Linked DNA regions of Gossypium arboreum: region 2 is linked to region 1. Evidence: chromatin contacts called from public Hi-C data. All regions are on one chromosome and are shown on one strand. Each heading gives the region's core, a stretch centred on a gene start, on an enhancer-like site or on the middle of the called end of the contact. The rest is flanking DNA. Distances are from core to core; before and after follow the strand shown.

Region 1 (5,425 bases), core at 425-2,924:
AGAAGTTGCATTAGCCATTGTCCAATCCAAAAAAGAAACTCTTTTCAAATAAATTGTTGTTGAAGCAACCAAGATTTCAAAAAATAGAGAAATTGTTTTACATAAACCAAAATCTCTTTAAAATATTAATAAATTTTCTTAAAAAGGTTTATCCAAAATAAGTAGCACATTCATAAATTATTACACAAAATCCTCATAATATTTTACAGATAAATACTTTGAAAAAAAATCATTATAGCGGAAGAATTTTCTATAAAACCTCCACATATTGTTATAAAAAGAATTTTTCAAATTATGACATTTTAAATCTTTAGACTTAAAAAAATCCAACAATATTATGAAAATATATTAGTTCAAAAAGATTAGTATTGTTCAAACATTGCATAGATCCAAAAGACCCTAACTTTATTACTCATTCAACAACTCAAATAATTAAAATTTTCAAATCAAAATATTGGTTTGAAAACTCAAACTCTTTAAAGAAAATTCTAACTAAATTCACCATGATACTATGTTTAAACGAAAATAGAAGACGTTAAGATTAAATTATCAACTTGAAACTTAATTTTTATCCTCTATTTTATTGGTTAGTGGTCTTGGTGGAATGAAATTTTCTACTAGAAAAAGTTAATCATGTAAATGGAGTAAAATAAACGAATTAATCATAAAATTTGACATTTTTCTTAATTCATTGAATTAGAACTAGTATTCCTAATTTGAGAAAAAAGAAAAGTTCCACCTTGTATTCGACAAAACGTGGCAACCCACGTTAACGCACATCAGTTGTTTTTATCTTTGATGCATGTACAATAAACACTTAATTTACAATTATGTCGCCTGCAAATAGAGGTGATCATGGGCCGGGTCGGGTTCGGGCTAGGCCCAGTTAAAATTTTAGGCTCGTCTATTAGGTCTGGACTCGGCCCGGTCCGAAATATGGGCCTAAAAATTTGTCTAAGCCTGGCCTGAAATAAAATTGCTAAGCCCAAGCTCGGGCCGGCCCGACCCATATTAAATTTTTTTTTCTTATTTCATTAAATAAAAAAATTTAAAAATATAATAAATCAAATATATTTAAAAACATAAAAATAAATATTAAAACAAATAAAAATAATACTAAAACAATTATTAAAACAATACACAAATTGACAATATAATAAAAAATGGTTATATTAAAATTTTAAAATGATTAAAAATAAAATAAAAAATATATTAATATATAATTCGGGCCGGTAAAAGAACTCTTACTCGAGGCGGGCCTCATTTTTTTGCCCAAGCTCATTTTTCGGGTCTATATATTTACCCAAACCCTCCCATTTTTTGGGCGGGCCTTGGGGCTGGGCCGAGCCGCCCGGCTCATGATCAGCTCTACTGCAAATATGATCTAAAAATAATATAAATATGATAAGAATCTATTTTAAGAGTTAAGAGTATGTTGAAGCACGTAAATTTTTTATTTAAGAGTTGAGATAAGTTATAGATAAATTTAAGTATTATTAAAAAATAAAAAGATATAATAAGAATCTATAATAAAATTAATATAAACATGAGATAATAATATAACCCAAAATTAAAATAAATAAACATACTATGTAAATATTGAAAACAAGTTTGTACCAATCATGGACAATATCATCACTTTAACCCACATGATGGCTTTACTCAAAAACAGATGGCTCCATCAAATGACATTGAAAAGAAAGGAGGCCGATGCCCTATAATTGTAAAAAGGAAAGATGAACAGGTGAATTGAATTTGTCTGATTCAAAATTGGAGGCAATGCCATCTGGTTTTAAAATATTTTTTGATGGATACTTTTAATTGTGAAATATATTTCATTCTTATGAATAGACATCGGACGATATTATGATACGTGTGTATTTTTTTTGTCGTGTTTAATCGATTACTTATCTTCTTTTATTCTAGTATTTTTAACGCGTATTGCCCTAGTCCAATACTTTTGAGGCCCAACATGTTATAATGCAAAGTGATGGGTGGGGGCCGTTCACCCACAATCATTGGGCCTATCTTTCCCATCACATGATCGATTCTGCCTAATGATAAGCCCATCCATGTAAACCACACAATAATGGGCCCCTCACTTATTGCTTTCGTACTATCTTAAGCATCAGAAAGATTCTCATCAACTTCATTATTATTTTATCCTTATACTTTATTATCTCCATTCAACAACCAATAACATTATAACATGTTTTACAATTACTGCCGCATTAACATAGTATAATACTAATGCAATTTCAAAAATATTATAATTTAAAAAGTAATAACGAACATCAACCAACTACTAATATTTTAATAATAATATTGTATATAATTCCATTTTATTAAAAGATAATTATTTATATGGTTAGTTTGGTAAATGATTTTTAAAATGAATATTTGTTTATATAAAAAATTATTTTAACAATTATATTATTAAAATGTTATAATTGAAAACAGTGATTACTTATAATTAAATTTGATTCAGAGGAATACTTGTGATTGTAAATTTTAAAATTTTAAATTTTAGGAATAAGTAAATCGAATATTAACATTACTGTCCATCGTTAGTGCTAGAGCGGAGATATGAAAATGTTGACATATCCTTTGTAATGTCGTGTCAAGAGTGTCAAACCTCTGAGCGCAGTACTGCTCAAAGCGAGTGAGCCGCTCTGAGACGTCCTCTGAAGTAGGAGCAGTAGGAATATGGCAGTGACTCGAAGGTGGATGCTGTGGTGGGTTCTTTGTGATTGAGAAGAACATCATCAGTGAAGTCCTCTGGTTCATTTTGAGCTTCAGAATGAAATAATTTATACTGCGGGGTTTCCACTCCACGACGCTGCTCGATCATCTTCATGTGTATCATGCTCGAGATTTCTTGTGGGGACATCTGGCCAACAAGTGTAAGTGTGGAAGACTACTCCGGTGTGTCAGGGAGACCGAAGTGCCGAGTGAGGCAAGTCACATAAAGGCCTAAACAGATGGGGCCCTTTCTGTGGCGGTCAGTCTGATGGCGGAAGGCTAGAGCGATTAAGTATGCCAAATTAAAGATATTCCTAGTGGCTATGCTCAATAAAAAGTATGCATTGTGAGTATTGACAACTCCGGTGCTCTCTCTCCTACCAGTTAAAGTGTGTGCTAAAAGTGCGTAAAGGTACCGTAAAGTTGGAGAGAGAGACGTCGCCTTCAAGCGACTCGCATCATATGGTATCTGACGCGTTGTAAGCTCAATCCAACAACGAGATGGAGCGTAATGGATGTACTGGTGAAGGCGAAGAAAGTTCTCGGTGCTCATAAATTCCTCCGTGTAAAGTCCCATAGCAACACCGAACTCGAGGATGCTCATGTGGCGTACCAAACCACCAAGTTGAAAAGTGATGGTGCCTGGCTCGTCATGGGTGGTCATGACCTGCTATACAACAAATGTCGCGCAGAGCTCCAAGGTAAGCTCCATGTAGGTGGGCTCGATGATAAAGAAAAATTTGTACTATGAGCTGTGATAATGAAGGCACAACATCATCAGCGAGGCGGACCTGCTCCAACGCAACCCAATCAATACAGCGACTTAGGCCGAGTGGACGTACTTGAAGGAGCTGATATAAATCCTCTTGGGGGCCCGTTAAAAATCAGAGATAAGGGTGGCGGGCCTCGACGGAAGCACTTGAGGAGGAAGTCCCACCATGGGTCTTTCACTTTTTCGAAGCGGGGACGGCGGCCTTAGACTTGCCTCGTGTGTTCGTCATGGTGTACCTAAAAAAGTAAAGAGAATCAGAACACGTGCCAAATGCAATTAGTATTGCCGTAAGAATCGAAATAATGGATTAGGGTAATTATGAACAAAACGACAATGGAATCTAACGAAAGCAGAAGATCGAACATGCTTCGTAATACTGGAATCCAAATGAGACATAGACAATAAAGAATAATAATACTAATCATGATAGACAAATTGTATGAGCAGAATAGAAATAGATAAAACCAAAAGAAAACTCAAAAGACCAACAATGATTAATAGAAATAACAAGTAAATGTAGCAATATGCATAAAAATAAGTCAAACTTTAACACAATCTAAAAAAAAGTCACTAATAGACAAAAATAATAATCAGAAAAATAGGCAGCAATGAAAAGAATAATAATAACAAAAAATAATTAAAGAAATAAATAAATAGAAATAAAATAAAATAAAGAAAGCAAAATAAATTAAATTAAAGAAAATGGGGGGTAAAAAGGGAAACCAAAGATGATGGTGGTAGAGAGGGACAGCGCGTGGGTTGACGGGTAAAACGACGGGGCTATGCGAAGGGGGTGTCGAGGGAGTCATGGCTGGTGTTGTTTGGTCGGTGCGCGAGAGCGGGGTGAGAGGTAGATGTGGGGGTCGGGTTTGAGAGGGTAAGAGGAGGGTGATGGAGGGGAGTGGCGTGGTTGGCTGGTTGGGGATGAGAGGGGTTGGGGAGAGGGTAGGGGGCGTGCGCGCAAGGGAAGGGGTTGATGGTTTGGTAGAGGGAAAGAAGTGAAGGGAGAAAGAAAAGGCTAGGGGAGAGGACTGCGACATGAGGAAATCAGGCTGGAGGGGAGGGAACGGTGGCCGGAACAAGGGTGGTTGAAGGGAACGGCAGCTAAGGCTTGCTGAGAAAGGGAAGAAGACAAAAGTAAAAGAAAAAAATTAGGGTTTGGTCGTTAAAAAGGGGGACACGGTCATGTGAGGACCGTGTTGGGCCAAACGGTTGTGTCACACGCCCGTGTGACTTCTATTTAGCCCGGGTCAATTAATAATAAAAGCCCAGTCTTCACACAGCCTCAGGCATGCCCGTGTATGCAGGCTGTGTGGTCTACATGCCCGTGTCGCATGGCCGTGTGGCACCTCATTCGCTTCTCCCATGCCCGTATGCCTTGCCCGTGTAACTCTTTGACTTTTTTAAATTTGAAAATTTAAGCTCCAAGTTTCACACAGCCTAGTACAAGCACGTGTGTCTAGGCCGTGTGGGTTACACGGTCGTGTAACTCACTGTCGATTTTCTTCAAATTTTAAAACTAAGTCATAAGATCCACATGGCGAAAGACACGCCCGTGTGTCCAAGCCATGTGGGTTACATGACCATGTCGCCAGTTCGTGTAACTCACTGTCGATCCCCTGTTAGTGCACACAGCCTGGGATACGCCCGTGTGTCCAGGCCGTATGGGTTAAAAACACACTTTTATTAATTTTAAAAATACTGTGAATTAAAAATAAGAAAATTAGTAGTGTTAACATTCGGGTTGCCTCCCGAAATGCTCTTATTTAAAGTCTAAGCTAGACTTACCTTGTGCGCATAATTACGAAGGTTCGCGGAGCTGAAGCTCATCTATATCATTTTTAAAATTCTCACCACTATAAAGTTTAAGTTGAAGAACCTTGAATGTGCCATATTCTGGATAAGTTACCT
Region 2 (5,028 bases), core at 1,779-4,278, 64 kb after region 1:
AATTAAGTTCAGTTGAACTTACGAGTGTTTTACTTTGACTGCAAAACCAAAGAGTGACTTGAAGATTTGTGGCAGTACCAAGCCAGACATCACCAAGCCTACACGAAAGGCGTTGTAGCTGTATCATGCATATGGATGGAAACCCTTAGAGGCTATGCCTCAGGGTTCAATAAGTGTACTTTTTTTGAAATTTTAAGCCCCAAGTTACTATATTTACATAGGCATGCTCTGTTAGGCAAAATGATTATAAGAACCTTAGTACTTGTTTAATACATAATTTTATTTGAAGTTTAAATTTTAAATCATGTTGTCATCTACAAGATTGGAATAAAGTTGTATGTATGGTAAATGTGGATTAAAAATATGGTGTATTTTAACTTTGTAAATAAATCAAATTAGAAAGGTTGTTAAGTAATGCAGTTTAATTGTGACACTTGGTACTCAAACCCAATGATCAGGTCGAGTAATGGGTGTTACATTACAAAAGCTCAAGCAAAAATTAAAAAAAAAAACCGAAGCTTCACAAAAAAAAGTCAAGGCTTTACAAGAATGACCAAAGCTTAATAAAGGACCAACACTTTAATCATCATAGAGAATAGGCTTGAAACAACCAATTTTTTGAAAAAAGTACGATGATTTAAACGATTGGTGTTTCCTAAGAACACCTAAGCAAGAGACCATTTTGAAGAAAATAAATGAAAAAATCGAAAAAGGCCAAAGGTGAGCTAAAAGAACCAATACCCAAAGGGATCAACCATAAGGAAAGCCATCCTTATAAGATGGATTTATGAAGAGCATATCAAGGTTAAACAACAATTGTCTTTAACGAAAGAGGCACATAGAGAACCTGGGTTGTTGAATACGAACAAGATGAGGCATAAACTTACTAGTGGTGGTGGATTCACCACGTTGAATAAAAGAGAGGGATGGAGGAAGAAAGTAAGCCTCCACCAAACTCTAGACAGTTCTACTCATTGCGAGAATAGTGAAGGCCCCTAGCAAGGGAAGAAAATTAGATAAGGGTGATGGCTACCACTTACAAAGCAAACACATACACGTGCATGTGCGCGCGCGCATACACACACTCTAACAGTTGTAGTTTAGATAGGGATAAGAGAAAAAAATGTTTCATTTATTCGAAGTATAATGTTTTATCATCGATGCTATAAGAATACTTAATATAATCAACCAAGTTTCGGGGTATAATGGAAAAGGACTTTCGCTAAAATGAAGACATGGTTGACATCCAGTTTTGAGTTCGATCTATGGATATTCATATTTCTCCTCTTATGAGAAACAAAAAGAAAAAATGTTGTATATATTACCTTTATAATAATTTTTAAACTTAATTTGTTCCTGATTAACTAATGATTATTTAATATTGTTATAACACTAAGGTTACATAAGATGCTAAATAGTATGATAGAGGTAGTTTACATTGTGTGGGGTGAGGAGAGTCGCTAAATCGACGGTTTGAAAAGGTTAAAGTAGTATTTGGATATGACCTCTTCGAGGGCTAGTGAGCCTAAAAAGTATAAATTCTTAAATGAAATTGAATTTGATACGATGATTATCCTAAATGGAATTGTAGAGATACCTCTTCCATATTTATAGTATTCATAGCATGAAGATCTATGATGGCATGAGGTGCTTAATTCTTGAAAAGTATTATAAAGGTATGGCATGAGGTGCTTAATTCTTGAAAAGTATTATAAAGGTATTGCAAATATAAACTTTGGATGCGTTTGTTTTATTAAAAACGGATTCTGAAAAATGATTTTTGGAAAAGTTGATATTTTCTAGCGTTTGGATGATTTTATGTAAAATATTTTCTATCGTTTGACAATTTTTTGAAATCATTTTTAAAAGTTATTCTCGATGAAACAACACAATATAAATATTTGTTAAAAAATATTATAGTAACATTTCCTTTTGATAATTGAAATTTATTTTTAATAAGATAATATTTTATAATAATTGATATAACACATAAACTTAATAAAAAACATTCTCTAATTAAAACTTAATTGAAATTACATATATTAAATATATGCAGTGGATAGTGACACATTAAAATTAAAAGTGATAAATGAAGTGAAGCATGATTTAAAAAAATCATATTTATATAACTTCATATTTTATACTATAAAACATTTATTATTAAATATTTATAAGTGTAATATATATTTATTATTAAAATATATTAAATAATTTATTGCATTATTAAATATAAATAATTAAACATTATAATATTTGATATTATTTAAATTTTTAGAAATTAAAATAAAAAAAGTTAGTACTAATATAATAATATTAGACTTGATTCAAATTAACTTTTATATAAAACTAAATTTACTTATAAATGAGTTTTTTTCCAAAAATAATTTACAATTTTCAAAATTTAATTTATAAGAATATGAAATTTATTTTCATTGACCTAAAAGTTATATCCTATTGACAAAATTATTTATCAAGAAACAAATATAAATAAATGTAGGAATACATTTTCCATTAAATAATAAAAAATTTAAATTAAATTTTATCTCAATTGATATTAATATTATTCTCTGTATAAAAATATAGATTCAGATAGGTTGAGATAAGCTTACTATAATTTCTTTTTCTAAAATTTACTTTATATCAAGAATTTGTTAACAACAAACCAAACCCCATAAAATAAAACCATTATTGAGAACCAAATGTTCCCGTTGCTGACGTGTCAGGAGACTTTCAGCAATCCTCATTGTTGAAACGTGGCATGTTATAATCATTGGGCTTCATAATTAGTTGACATCTGTAGAAATCTGAAAGTAACACGTCATAACCACGCCATCTCTGCCAACTTCACAAAGAGGAATAGAGAAAAAAAAGGTCAAGTGACCTTCCAGAAACTTCCGTTAACTTCTGGCTAGAAATCAACGGGACATCTAGCGGCTCATGTGTTACCACGTGTTATTAATCCCACGTGAACATCCTACGTGGCACATCCCTTTCCCTCGAAATTGATACGCCCCCGCCTTTTATTCGCCCCAAAATTAGGGCTCCCTTAAACGACACTCCCGAAAGGCCGAAATGAATTAAATAAAAAAATGAAAATATACTAAAAAATAATTTCCAACAATAATAGTAGTTTTATTTATTTTTATTTTTTGGGCTTTCCTTTCTTTTCCTTCTCTGTTATTGAAATGAACGGAGAAGGAAAAAAAAGCGAGGAACTGAAAATGGAGGTAGTTAATAGAGAGCGTGTGGTTTTCATGTGGGGATATTTACCTGGAGCGTTACCGCAACGAGCTCCGCTTGTATCGCCGGTTCTTGTGCGGATTCCGGATTCCATTGACCATTCTTGGACCGACGTATGCGGTGGCGGTTGTGGATTCGCCATGGCCATTTCTGGTTGTTTTTCCTATCTCTTTCTTTCTCGTTGGCTTTCCTCCACTTCTTTCCCTGATTTTAAATTTTATTTCTTATGAAAATATTTTAAATTATTGGTAATGTAATTGCGGCTTTTGGGCTGGTTGTTAGATGTTGTACATTTTGATCTGTCTGGTTGGCAAGAAAATGTAAAAGGACTGGGCGTTATAATTCGATTTTTTCGTTGTTTTCATTTTCGTTTTGCCATGAAGTCAACTCACTTGACTCAAATTAGCTATGTTGAGTTCCTTCCTGCTCTTTTTATTTACTGGTTTTGAACTACTGGTTTTCTCTCTCTGTCTCTGTTCTCTATAGGTTAAAAGGATGTCAACTTGTTAATAAATTGTTAATAGATGATTAGAGCTGTGAACCGAATTTCAATTTAATATATTTAGTTTTAAAAAACTTTCATTTTTCTTATTTTTGGCATATAAGATAATTTTTTTTATGCAATAACTTCTGTGAAGCTAACATTATATTCTACTAATGGTGCTTTTTTCCTTAAAATTTTAGATTCAGGGAAGCTTATCACTTGGGGTTCAACTGATGATTCAGGTCAAAGCTACGTTACATCAGGGAAGCATGGGGTAATATAAAGCTTTTTCCATCTATATTTCTCCTTTCTTTTTGTTGGGTTTTATTTTTGTTTATCAAATTAAATTTATATATTTCTTTTCTGTAATTTGCTTGTTTCAGGAAATTCCAGAGCCATTTCCACTTCCAACCGAAGCTTCTCTAGTAAAAGCAGCCGCTGGTTGGGCACACTGTGTTGCAGTTACAGGTAAACACTAAGACTTCCTTGGTCCTTACACTTCTATTCACTTGTTTCACTAATGGGTGGTTTGGCCGTTGCTTTTATCACTTGGTATTTGATTGAGAAAGAAAAAGCCAAAAATGCGTTTGGATACGAAATAGGGTTTTTGTTTCCAACATAAAGCATAATTTTGTATGTTAGGTGTTTTGATTATTTGTTTAATCGCATCTGACTTGTTTGTTAGGACTTTAATTAGTTGAACAAAAAACAACTAACTGTATCTGAAGTAAATTTATTCACAGATGATTGAGAAGTTTATATGTAGGGGTGGAAAGAGTTGGATATGAAAGCGAATATAAAGCATAATTTTATATGTTTGTTTAATCAAATCTGACTTGTTTTTATAACTTTAACTAGTAGAACAAACAGCTAATTGGAACCTAAGTTTTGTTGATAAGTCAATTTCACTTTGTTGTTCACAGAAAATGGCGAAGTTTATACATGGGGGTGGAAAGAGTGTATTCCCTCAGGGAAGGTATTTGGTGATCCATCCACTGGAACTAGTTTAGAGAAGGATGTATTTGAAAGACAGAACTCATTGACAGAGCAAGGTAAATATCATTTGGGTTAAGATTACATACTGATTCTGTTTACCTGTTGGTATTGTACTCATTTCACAATTTTTGAAGTGAGCCCTCACTCTCAAAGCTCAAGATCAAGTGGCGAAACATTTTCTGCCACCAATACTAAAGGAGTTGGAGAGGAAAGTACAAAAAGAAGAAGAATATCATCAACAAAACAGTCTGCTGAAAGCTCATCATCTGGTGATGAAACTGTGTCGGCATTGCCATGTCTAGTAGCTC

The links. Hi-C and Micro-C count contacts between places; a contact is called where the count stands out from the background.
Region 2: a contact with region 1 is called in a Hi-C map of leaf, with 2.1 times the contacts expected there. The contact joins the promoter of LOC108457694 here to the enhancer-like site in region 1. A contact is called at or near these places in 2 of 5 Hi-C or Micro-C datasets (both in leaf).

What each region holds. Positions count from the first base shown.
Region 1 is chr4:15,135,322-15,140,746 of ASM2569848v2, forward strand. No RefSeq gene overlaps it. Among protein-coding and RNA genes, the nearest start is that of LOC128292476, 7.2 kb to the right of the region's middle. Within about 2 kb of position 1,675, at least 1 of the 2 cell types and tissues checked has an H3K27ac peak or open chromatin away from gene starts, as enhancers often do. A contact at or near this core is called in leaf, where this site is marked.
Region 2 is chr4:15,197,782-15,202,809 of ASM2569848v2, forward strand. It overlaps LOC108457694 (ultraviolet-B receptor UVR8-like), which reads left to right and starts at 3,029. Exons shown (of 11, transcript XM_017756770.2): 1 at 3,029-3,393; 2 at 3,925-3,998; 3 at 4,108-4,192; 4 at 4,648-4,776; 5 at 4,855-5,028. The coding sequence starts at 3,186.